Regions from separate parts of the Mus musculus genome. Here region 1 is linked to region 2. The links are chromatin contacts, called in public Hi-C maps. All regions are on one chromosome and are shown on one strand. The core of a region is the stretch at or near the end of the contact, and the rest is flanking DNA. Distances in the headings are between cores, read along the strand shown. Region 1 has its middle 61 kb from the start of Ehbp1. Region 2 overlaps Ehbp1 (EH domain binding protein 1).

Evidence for each region. Hi-C and Micro-C count contacts between places; a contact is called where the count stands out from the background.
Region 1: a contact with region 2 is called in a Hi-C map of uterus. The contact joins two enhancer-like sites. A contact is called at or near these places in 2 of 484 Hi-C or Micro-C datasets (nephron progenitors and uterus) and 3 of 9 other capture datasets (adipose tissue, liver and pancreatic islet).

The regions. Positions count from the first base shown.
Region 1 is chr11:22,344,758-22,351,372 of GRCm38.p6, forward strand. No RefSeq gene overlaps it. Among named protein-coding and RNA genes, the nearest start is that of Ehbp1, 61 kb to the left of the region's middle. Within about 2 kb of position 3,659, at least 85 of the 459 cell types and tissues checked have an H3K27ac peak or open chromatin away from gene starts, as enhancers often do. A contact at or near this core is called in uterus, where this site is marked.
Region 2 is chr11:22,243,019-22,249,378 of GRCm38.p6, forward strand. Ehbp1 (EH domain binding protein 1) reads right to left here. Exons shown (of 25, transcript NM_153078.4): 3 at 4,952-5,009. Among named protein-coding and RNA genes, the nearest start is that of Ehbp1, 41 kb to the right of the region's middle. Within about 2 kb of position 4,248, at least 32 of the 459 cell types and tissues checked have an H3K27ac peak or open chromatin away from gene starts, as enhancers often do. A contact at or near this core is called in uterus, where this site is marked.

The DNA of each region.
Region 1 (6,615 bases), core at 2,409-4,908, 100 kb after region 2:
ATTACATATATATGTGATACATTATATATGTGATATAAATCATATGTGTATAATATTTCATATATCACATAGTTCAATGCTGTCTGGTCGGTGTCCAATTACTCACAACTAGGGTTAAATCTTATTATCTGTGAATCACACACATATATACAAACATGTATACATGTATATATGTGAATACATAGATGTATATACATATGATATACACATATATATCATATCTATTCATATAGATATATGTGATATATGCATATATATCCAAATTAATGTTTTCATGCTTCAAATGAGATAACTTAGAATTGATATAATGGGACAATGGGCATATCCTTGGAGTCATAGGATATATAAAAAGGTTAAAGTCATATAGTCTGTATGTCAAGCTTCTAGAAATACAACTGGCATTGGAAACTTATAAGGGGCTCAGTGTCTGTTCCTCTTAGAAACTTCAACCTCAGTAGTCTCTATTCTTGTAGAGAACCAAGGCTTCAGTGCACACTCTGCAACAGGGTAGTGATTAATTATGCTTAACAACACACTAGATTGTATGCCAAGTTCTAGAGAATATTTCTATAAGAAGGCAAGCCTGGAAATGAATCGTACATCATCCAGCTCCTGACTCTGCCTAGGTAGCAGCCCCCAAAGCCAGAAACAGGCAAGTAAGCAAAATAAGAGACAAGTATGTCTTGCTGGGCACTGAGTGGGAAGCCAAGAAGAGAGCAAGCTCTACATTTACTGTTTGTATTTCTCCTATATTTCTTTGCTAAAACCTAATATTCTGTGTGGTAGATAGTACAAGGATATGTAATATCACTATGTGGTAGTGGAGGTGATGCTTTTTGTATGTGTCTATTAATAAATTATATACAATAATGTGTTTCATTTGACATTTTTCATACTCATCTATATTTTAATAAAATTCACCCCCATTACTCCCTATTGCTCCCTCCCACTCTCACCAATCCCTTATCTCCTATTAATCACCAATCAGCCCCCTTCCTATTTATTTTTGTATTGTTTTTTTAATTAGGGTTTCTCAGAGGATCCTGGGTGAGGGGCTGTTTGCAGGAGCATAGGTTCCTTACCAGGGGTTTTTTACATCACTGAAGAAAATGGCTGTCTCTCCTGAGAGAGTTGTACTCTTGACCTCATACCAGTGTGATTACTAACACAAGAACTGAACAGGACTGGGCCTGCCAATCATGCCACAGGTTAGGGAAAACTTGAGGCCCCAGCCCTCCATGAGGAATTACAAGCAGATAATGGAAGCTAATCGGAAAGGGGATGAGTTCAGGAGGCCTCAGCCATTCTTGAGTATCTGGAGAAGAGGTCTTTGATTAGATCTATCTATCATGAACTATCATGAATGAGACTGGACCCCTTATTAAGCTTATAGCACATTCTGCTCTGTTATGGGAGACTGCAGCAAGAAGGCGCTATCTATGAAGGAGGAACCTAAATTTGTTGGCACCTTGACCTTGGATTCCTCAGCTTCCAAAACTGAAGCAATAAAATCTCTATTGTTTACAAACCATCTGGTTGACAGTATTCTGTTAAGCATCCTGCCTAGAACACCCATAAAGTGCTTCCAAAAAAGCAAACCCTTTCCAGTCAGCTGTGTGCAGAGTCACCCTATCAGCAGCTTGCTTTCCAGCCAGAGCAATTCTGGATTCTCCTGTCTGCTGAGGCCAGTTCAGCCCTACATCACCCAATGCCTTTCAGATCGCATCCTCTCTAACTCCTCATGAGTAGAAACTTCACACAAACAGAATCCCTTCTAGAACTCAATTTTTCACCACGAAGCTCTAGGACATTCATTTCTTCCAAGTGAGCCCAAAGTACAGGGCACAAATGGTCTGACGTGGTTGTGAAGCAAAGCACAGTGAGCCTCGAGAGCCGAGCATGGCTGCACTAGTGAGCTCCTCATCTGCTTCTACCCAGGACTCAAAGGAAACTGCTGGATGCCATGAGATGTGCACTTGCTTTCAAAGTGCTATAGAAAACTTCAGCACTGCCTAATGCTTATAGCACGTAGCCAGCAACAAGAGGACACACACGCGTTCTTCGTATTTGAAATCCTGAATAAACAAAAGTCAGAGTGCTAGCTGAGCTTCATTCTCATATAGCTAGGGAGAAATCTGAGAAGGCTCTCCAGAGAGGATGAGGCCCTGGGGTAAGCTGAGTTCTTAGGTTCATAAAAAGTCACAAGGAACATAACATCTAATACAAACTCTTAGAACTTGTCACAAAACTTTATGTGGATTTTTTTAAAATAATAATCCTCAATGTTCCAATCTAAAATTTATGAAATGGAACAAGATACAGTCTACATCCCAGAGGACCCTTTTCAGGACTCTAATATATATTGAGAAGATATGTAAAATCCTTACAGCATAGGGCTGGAGAAATAGCTCTGCAGTTAAGAGCACTTGCTGCACACGCAGAGGCCTTGGGTTGGGCTCCTAGCACTGACATGGCATGGGGTGCCCACAAATCACCCATAGCTCTAGTTCCAGAGGCTTCCATGGGCAACTGCCCCCCACATGTTAGACATATATTCATGTAGGCATGCCACACACACATACACACACACATACATACACACACACACACATCCCATATACATGTAAAATAAGAATCTCTCTAAACAAAAACACTACTGCATTTTATAAGCCTCAGTTTCAAGAGCTTTTTCTGGCATTAAACTACAGAGGAAGAAGAGAGAGAGGCATCTGAAGGGCAGCTTTTGAAATACAACCCAAAATGATGAGGAAATTGTAAGCAGAAGATTCTCCTTGTTTTAGCACTTGGGATAAAAATTTAAAAAGATTTATTGAAATTAGCCACAGTACCAAACCCGAAAGCAGAAAGCTTTGGAGTAAAGCAAAAGGCCCAAATGCAGATTTGGACAACGGTCTCCGCTCCCTGCTGTGTACAGCATAGCAAGCAAATTAATTATTCCCAGATGCTGCGGATGAAAAATGTTGCCGGATTGTTTTGCTTCTCATACTCTTCAGTGTAAACACACACTTACAGAACTGTGTTCCCCTTTTTGGCTCCTGATATGCAAGTAATTATATACTGTGCAGGGTAATGCTGGATGGGTCCTTCTTTGAATACCAAGCAAGTTCTGGATTCTGTCAGCCTTTTTGGATAGCGTGCCTGCAAACATTTCTCTCTGACAGTCCTTACTAACAACTGATAAACAAACCAAAAGCACTGTGAGGCTTATTTCTAAATTATTCCGATTGTTTTCAAAGCGAAATGTGCAGATTGTAGCTCGAGCAGAGTAGAACCCCCATGCTTTTCAAGAACAACGTTTCCGCCATCTCTGTGGGGAAAAGGTCAGAGTTCATAGTGGTTTTTATCCTTTCCCATTCCTCATACTTAGACTATGTGTAAACTAAGGGGGGCAGGCATGAGGCATTATTAATTAGAATGTGTTTAGCATTAAGTACAGACCCCATGACTGGGGTCAAAATAACGTAATTAAAGGGTGGTGTTTTTCATTCCAGCCCTGGATTTTTACACAACAGATGGAATGTGTTTTTCATTGAGAGTCACAGTACGTTTGGGAGCACTACCTAGACTTTCTTGGAATGAATCAACTCAGTAAATTTGCCCTGTGCCTTCATACAGCGAAGCAAAGGGGTAGTGTGTGTGTGTGTGTGTGTGTGTGTGTGTGTGTGTGTGTGTGTGTGTGAAAGCATGTGTGAAAGCCAAGGGTATACCTCAGGAATTGTTGAAAAACACACAAACACACACACTTTTGCAAAAAAGAAGGGGAGTTCTGTGATCTGACCATCCTCAGCACAGAGAGGAAAAGTTCAAGGAAAGTTGATATCTCAGAATAAATAATAAAAGGAAATTCAATGGCATAACAATATTCAGGTCAGGATGAAGCCCAGGGGTGGTGGACGCTCATTCAGAACTGGGCTACCATCCTGCTCTCTCTGAAGTGAGCAGCTGCTGGTTATTGAAAGCAGCCCACATGGAGGGTCCCTGACACCATGGCAACAGCAGCCACAGTGCTGGAATGGCCCAGGCACAATGAAGCAGGTCCACAGCCAGAAGTGCTCTGGCTACAGATGAGGGAGGCTGTGTGGGCTTTGTCTTTGTTACCTTTGAAATGTGCATTGGAGAACTTTGATTCCCCAGTCTGAGGTTATCTATTGGAAACCTGTCTACCTATATTACCCTGACCAAAGATGAACTCTCCACCTGAGAAGCAGCACAGAAGGGAGGCATTTGTCTACCAGACAAATCACTTATTTCCAATTTCTTTTAACTAATCTCTGACAAGTCCCTTGTAGGTTCTGAGAATTTGTGCCTGGCCTCTTGTATTGCAGTCTTAAGATGTGTTTGAAATAATGTTTAGCTTACTTCTTATAACTTTAGTTTGTAACCCACTGTCCCCAAAGGACAATATGTCCTTGGTCTTGTGAAGTGAAAATGCTAGCTGATAGTTGACTAATGCTACCAAATTAAAGACTGGGCTAGTTTAAATGCCATGCATGCAGAGCCTTAATAATCAGCACTTGCCTAGATTGAACTCAACATTTTCATTAATAATGAAAGTAGAAAATGTATTTAGTAGTTAACTATACAAAAACCCCAACATAATAATTTCATGATGTAATATAGCCAAAATGCCAGGGTTCCGGTTCTGCCCAGTTACAGATCAATTATCTCTAGATAGTTACTGAAACATTCATGATTCTGCTTTCTCACATGTAAAGAATAGCAGCTACCTGTAAAGATGGTTGTAGGTATCGAGTTCATACTTTAATGTGGTCCGAACAGTCTTTGCTTCATGCTAAGTAACTGAGTAAACAAAAATTAAAGGATCTTTGTGTGTGTGATTCATGTTTCTGCTGCATGCATGTCTGTATGCTGGTGCATTCATGGATGTGTGTGAAAGTCAGAGGTCAATGCCAGGTGTCTTCTGCTGTTTCTCTTCAACTTTTTAAATAATATTTCCATTTTTTGAGATTATAATTACATCATCCCCCCTTTCCTTTCCTTCTTACATCTCCTCTCATGTAATCCCCCAGCCCAACCCTGCTGCTCTCATTCAGATTTATGCCATCTTTATTGGTGTGTGTGTGTGTCCCTAAATATATAACTGCAACATTCTCAGTGTTGTTTATTTTAAAAAGAAAAAAATTCAAACATTTGATTTATCAATGAAGACTTAGGAGCCAGATTCTAAGGTGAAAGCCTGCTAGCTCAGAGAGGCAGAGAAAACACCCAGCTATCCCTCCTCCACCAATATCCCAGAAGGAAAAAACCCTTTCTCCTTCTCCATACTGTATTAAATACCCTTCAACGCAATGCCTCTCCTTTCTACTTCCTTATGTTCACCCTTTCAGCTCGTTGCTTGCCCTGCCTAGGGTTGACTTTATTTAATCAAGCTCTGTGGTTTAAAAGTGTGTGCTAGAGCTGAGCCACAGCACAACAAGAAACAGGTTTTTCCAGTTCACAATCTTGGGGTTCACAATGTGATCAAATATCTTGCAATAGCTCAGTCTATCTATTGTAACTCAGTCTATATAATGTATGATATATCTATCATAATGTGTAATGTATTCATATGTAATAATATGGCATATATATGTTTAGGACTGTGCATTTGGTATTGATAGTCAATTAATATGTTCTTCCTTGGGGAAGATTATTTCTCCACTCTCAGCATTCCTTAGTTACCTGTAGTTATTCATCTTGGGTTGAGGCCTTATTAGCCTCTTCTATGTTAGCATGTCTTTTTGGTGTCATTTTTGTTTAGCTCATAGTCAGGCAGTCATGTTGATGAGACTTTACGAGTGTAGCTTCTCTACACTTCTAGTGAGGGACCAGATCTTTTGGGTTCAGACTCCATCTTAGAGAAACTGACCTAAGGTTGAACACGTTAACTAACAGGCCAGTACCCAGCACCAGTTTCTAGCGCCCCCCCCCCCATAAGACCTTTGTCTAGCACCAGCTTCCAGGTTACTCCCCATCAAATCTGCACCTGCAGGTTACAAGCCCGCCCCTGACACTTCACTTCCTAACAACCACCAATCAGGAGGAAAACAGAAGGTAAGTTTATGGCTTGGCTCCCAGCAGCAGCCAATTATGTTAAAGGTCTGTAATGGCCCCCCAATCAGGTGTGTACCAGGCTAGATAACACCCCATCTTACCTTTTTAAATGCTTGCCTGAAACTGGACTCGATGCCCCCTCCTGTTCTCCTGTATCAGAGATGGTGGTGTGGGCCAAGTTTGAGCTTGAATAAAGAGACCCTAGTGCAATTACATCGGAATTGGCTCCTTGGTGGTCTTTTTGGGATTCATGAATGTTTCCTGGCAAACTAGAAGACACAATCTCATAGCAAACTGCCTGTTCATCTAACTCTTATTATCTTGCCTTCATACCTCATGTTTGAAAGGATCTCTAAGCCTTAGGTATAGGAGTTGTGTTGTAGATGAATCAGGAGAGACTGAACCCCACAAGTCAGAATTTTGATAAATTGTGGCTTCCATTCTCTGCAAAGACAAGTTTCCTTGATGAGAGTCTAGGAATAAACTTATCTGTGGCTATAGGGACAAATATTTGGTTTGTAGTTAGGGTTTGTGCTGGTT
Region 2 (6,360 bases), core at 2,998-5,497:
TTTTCTAGGAACTTACTAACTCACAAAGTATTAATTCAAGACTATAAAGTTAGATAAAGAATGAAATACAGATATCCGCTAGGCAATGGTGATGCATGCCTTTAATCCCAGCATTTGGGAGGCAGAGGCAAGTGGATTTCTGAGTTCGAGGCCAGCCTGGTCTACAGAGTGAGTTCCAGGACAGCCAAGGCTATACAGTGAAACCCTGTCTCAGAAAAAAAAAAAAAAAAAAAAAAAAAAAAACCACAAAACAAAACAAAACAAAAAAACAGAAATATAGGTATCCAATAATAACTATGGTGATTGGGTGTGTGGGTGTATAGATAGATAGACAGACAGACAGACAGACACACAGGTAGATAGATAAAATTATACTAAGCCAAGGAAACTAAGATAAAGAGAGGGAGAGGGAGAGGGAGAGGGAGAGGGAGAGGGAGAGGGAGAGGGAGAGGGAGAGGGAGAGGGAGAGGGAGAGGGAGAGGGAGAGGGAGAGGGAGAGGGAGAGGGAGAGGGAGAGGGAGAGGGAGGACACCACATCCTTGGTAAATATCAGTGCTCTAAGAAGCTTGGTTAGTTTTCTTGCAGGAGAATAATAAAGGATTTCCCTAGAAAGTAGCTGCATAAGAGACACAAGTAGAAGTATTCACTGCCTTAGCATAGCTAGCAAAGGCTTTACCCTATAGCTGATGACTTGATCATTTACTTGATCATTTGCCAACATCCTAGTATAGCTAAGGAATTAGGATTCATTACTCATCTCTGTATACAGTTTTTCTTTCTTACTTACTTCTGCCTGGATTCCCCCCCCCCCCTCAGTGCTGGACTCTAACTTGGAATCTTTTGGTACCTTTCAAAGGCAAGCCTGGGGAAAAAGTCCTACTTAATTTAGGACAGTGTGATGGTAGTATTGAACGTGAACTTGATACAACTTGGATCACCTGGGACTCGTCTCAAGGACTTATGCAGCTGAGGTTTCCCTGAGAGCATGTCTGTGGAGGATTTGACCCTGTGGGCAGCACGCTCCCTAAGCATGGCCCTGAATTGTGTAACAGTGAAGAATGCTTAGAAAGCAGCTAGCAAGCAAGTAGGCAGAGTGCATTCATTCATTTCTCTCTGTTCTCAACTCTGGGTTTGATGTGGCGAGCCGCATGCACTTCTGCCTGGATCACCCCCCCCCCCTCAGTGCTGGACTCTAACTTGGAACTATAAACTAAAACCTTTCAGAATATTTTATGACAGTAACAGAAATGAAATTTGAACAAATACTATAACTCGACAAAATGCACTGATTTTTTTCTAATTGTTTCAAGTCATGCTCACCTAAAAGACTGGTACTTATTCTACAGAATTAAAATGTTTCACTGAGGGGGTAGGGAGATAGGTAACATGCATGCCATGCAAGAGTGTAGACCTGAGAATTCAGCAAGCCAGCACCTAGGTAAATGCCCAAAGGATGTGGCACCTGCCTGGAATCTAGGAACTTGGGAAGAGAACCCTGGAGCAGGCCTAGACTAACTCAATCAGCAAGAGATCCTACCTCAATAAACAAAATGAAGTATAATCCTGGAAAATGTCCTATGTGACCTCAGGCCTCCACATGCATTGTGAACACATTCACTGTGCAGAACAATTGCTCACAGGTATTTTAAATCAAACATATACAAACATTCAGAGCAAAAAGGTTCACTAAAAGTTCCATATTATACTCCATTAAACTGGTATTTTACAAATTTTAGAAGTGCATATACCCATATGTTTAATATGCCATCTATTAAACAATTTTACTGTTGCTAACACAACCTCCATTTAAGTAAACTCTCCACAGGCAGGTTGTGAGGGCACACATCTGAAAGGCTCAGTCACCACACAAAGCTATGGGAGGTGATAGGAACAGCAAAAATCTGGTAAGGATTTTAAAGCTCTGGTTTCTTTGGGATTCTTAAACCTCTCTGTGAACTTCAATTTCTAGTTAGAAAACAGGAATTTAGACAAGTAAAAATTAATATGCCATATTTTTTCTGTTTTATCACAACTGCCCAGCTGCAACTATCATATATACTGAAAAGTTATTTATGTCTATATATTTACAAATCAATTATAGCTTGACAAAGTCTGTGTTATAACTGTCATTACTCGAGAAAGTAGGAAAGCGTAGTATTGTGTTAATTGCCCATACTAATTATTTTAACCAAATGAATCTGCAATGAGCTCTCTAAATAGTTAGCTATAAAATATGCATGTACCAACAGAAAATGAGCAATTAACTGGGAATTAAGCTTTAAATTAAAAAGGCAAATGTGCCTTATTATGTACTACCTAATTTAACAGTCAGTATAATGACTTATCTGAGTGTCAGTTTTAAATTTCCTTATTTAGCTATTATACATAATTTATAAAACATTTCCATAAATGTACACTCTATCTATACACACACACACATATATATGCTGTTATAAGCTTAACATATCAGTTCTCATAAACTGTTATCCACCTCCAATGTTCCAAGAAAAAAAAAACATAAATTCTAAAGTACAGTAACCTCTGAGGGTCAGGATTCCAGGATTGTCCTTGTACACAAAACCCACAGATGCTTAAGATTTGTATAAATGGTGTACTGTTTCTATATGACCTGTGCACTTGTTCCCCTGCATTTTAAATCATCTCTAGACATTTAAAATACCCACATACTATAACATGGGGGCTGTGTAAGTACTTCTTATTCTACTATACTGTTTAGGGAATAATGAGGAAAGTTTTAGATATGTTCAAGACTGGTGCTTTTTTTTTTTTCCTTTTTTTTTTTTTTCCTTTGAGACAGGTTTCACAAAGACCAGACTGGGTAACTCCTAAATACAGAGAGCTGACTGTATAAAGGAAGATCTCAAAGAACATTAAAACTAAGAAATAAATAGAATAAAAAGTAATTTCTTCTAGAATACACTACCTTCTAAGAAAATTAATCTGTAGCCTCAAGTTTATATTTTATTACCTAGACTCAAACAGGATCTGGTACCATATAAGAAAGAATCTTTCATAAAAATTCTTTCAATTGTCATATGCCATTAAATAAACAAAGTTTATTTACTATCAAAGATGAGTATATTCTGAAGTGACCTACAACCTAAAGTATTTTATTATATTTATTGTATTCCATAACTCTTATAGAATAATTGCTAGCTAAGTGTCAAATGAAATAAAGTGCTTACAGTGTCCACTCTAAAGACTACTGATATAGTCACATCCCTCTATTACACTTAAAGGACAACTTTATTCTGGCCAACTCCACAAAAGCTGTAGATGCAATGAGAAGTACTGTGTCCATTCTTAGAACTCCTCCTCACATGTGAATAAGACAGTATTCACATTATAATGCCCCCAAACTACAGATATGTGTCTTGAAAAAATACTGTTCATGATGTGAATCAGCTTCAATTCCTATATTGCTGGCCCCTATATTGCTGGCAGGGGTGTTTGGCAATTTCTGGTATGTGTGCATGTATATGTATGTGTGTTGAGTGTGCACACATACTCTAGTGGGTGTGTTGGGAAACAATACTATGCAAAGTTGTATGGGCATACATGTAAGGAGGCTAAAGGCTGCGGCCAGGTATCTTCCCTATCACTCTCTACCTACTTAAACAAGGATTCTAGCAGTTAACACTGACAGAAGTAAAAAAAAAAAAAAAAAAAAAAAAAGACTATATACTCAGGGGACTGAGTAATTAACTAACTTGTAGTATATTCACAGAATGGAATACTATTCAGCAATAAAGCAATAAACTACAAATGAAAACAAAGCATGAACACATTGCAAAAACATGATGCTAGGCAAAGAAGACCACACATAAAACAGTTTTACTATGTAAAATTATATAGAACACTATTATACAAATATACAGTGCTATACAAATATACTACTGTAATATTTTTGCATGAAATTCAAAAATAGGTAAATTAGTCTTTATTGACAGAAAAATCAAAATAGTGATGGCCTCTGAGGGCTGGAAATTGCCTGGAAAAGACACAAAAATGTTATGCTGATAGCAATCTATACTTTGACAGGAGTACTATTTATGCAAGTATCAGAATATATACATCATATTTATTATGTATGTAAACTGTGGTGGCTTGAATAAGAATGGCCTATAGGCTTACATATCTGAGTGCTTAGTCACCAGGGAGCAGCTCAGGGTGGGACTGGGAAGCCTGGCCTTGTTGGAAGAAGTGCATCAATGCAGGGCAGGGGTGCTCTGAGGTTTCAAAGGGCCAAGCCCAGCTCAGTGTCTCTCCTCTCTTCCTCCAGCACTATGTCCTTGCCAGCAGGCTCCCAGCCATGATGATAATGGACTAAACTTCTGAAACTACAAGCAAGCCCCAATTTAAATGCTTTCTTTCATAGAGTTGCCATGGTCATGGTGTCTTGAATAACTAAGGTTTGATGAATTTTGCACCCTTAAGTTTTAGCTTAATAAAAATAAAACTGGAGGCCAGATATAATGGCACACACTTGTAATCCCAGCCCTTCGGAGGCACAAAAGGGAAGATCACAAATTCTAAGTCAGCCTAAAATACAAAATGAGCCCTGTCTCAAAAACAAACAAAACCACCTTGAAAGGGTACTTTTAGTAAGTTTTTAAAATTTCAATTATCATCTAACAAACTTTTCTTAATAGCAGTCTATCTATAGGAAAACAAACTAACCTCTAATAAATATGCATACAGCTGTATGCTTACGAAAATAAAATTATCTACAGAACAAGATGTTTAAAATTCTATTCTAGTCTCCATGTATGATACTATCAGTACAAAGAAAAACAAATCAAAATCTTCAAAAAAGTCCACTCCTCCTCCCCTGCAATCCAGCATGAACTCAGAAAGTTGGCCACTCGTTAAGAACACTGAGCTCTTCCTCGACAAATTTTTAAGTGGTGACTGTTCAGAGGAGACTAACCTTGGAAGACTTCCTTCGGCTTCTTCTTGTCCAAACAACCACCAGTTTATCTGGTTGCCTATCAAATTAAAAAACAAAGAAAGAAATTAAGTATAATTCATCTTAAACAAGATTATTAAAGTTTAGTTCTAGTACCTTTAAAGGACAAAAGTGGCCTGGGGTGACTCCACAAGTGAAAAGTTTTCCACACAAGCACAGGAACCCGATCTCCATCCCTAGCACTGAGATTAAAACCTGGATGTGGCAGTGTGTCCTGGAACTCCAGGTAAGGGCAGAGACAGGAGGATTCCAGGAGCTACCAGCCAGCCTAGTCAAAATGATGAGTGCAGGTTCCATGAGAAGCCTGTGTAAAAACTAAGATAAAGACCCCAAAAACTGGCCTCTGCTTCCCACTCGAGCATGCAGGTGAGCGAGCACATGTGCATAAGACCCTCATGTACACCCCTCACGCAGACACACAAAAAAGGACAAAAGTGTTTACTACTTTAGATTCCACAAAGCAGTTAAGCTCCAGTTCTATTCCTAAGTACAGTAGATGCTAAATTCAGATATGATCTCATTGAAGTAACTAGTATTTCCTCTAGAAACTTTTCTTTAAAAGTAATACCAAATCAATTCGAGAGGCTAACCAAATGAAATGCAATAGTTAGCCCATATCTGAGCCCTCCTACAGTGCCTCACTTCTCACACATTATCCCTTTCAACTTCGAGAAAGAAACATTCTACAGGCATCATGGGTGACACAACTTTGCATCTTCTAAACAATGCGTACAGTGGATAGTTCAAATGTTTTCATAACCACCTAATTACCCTCACAAAGCAATTCTGTGCTAAAAAATCTGCACAGTACAAAATACTACCTGTATCTTACAATCTTATTTAAAAAAACAAAAAACCAAAAAACAAAACAACAAAAAACAAAAAACAAAAAAACAAAAAACTGCCAAAGATAAATAACTGAGCAAAACTCTTGACAGAGCCCAGCCTGTAACTGAGACCCTCCGAGACCACAGAACCCTCTTCCTTATTGTCTACTAATGGAAAGTCAAATAAAATAAGACATCTTTAGCTACTTAAACAAGGTTTCCCTTCAAGTTCCTGGAAAACAAGTAGAATATGATTATCAGCTATCTTACTTACAGTTTCATTTTTTTAAAAAACATAGTTAAAAATGCTTCCCACACCAGGCTTGGTGACACAAGCCTACAATGCTAGGTGCTCCCGTGACTGCGATACAGGATCAGAAGATCAACCCAGCCCTGACCAGCGAAACTCCAGCTCAAAAGGAAAAGTGAAAAGAGACTAGAGCATTTGTCTAGCATGTGTGAAGACCTGGTAAATTCTCATTACTAGAAATGAAAATTATGTACTTATGCCTCAAAGCACAAATAAACCTGCAACTACATACA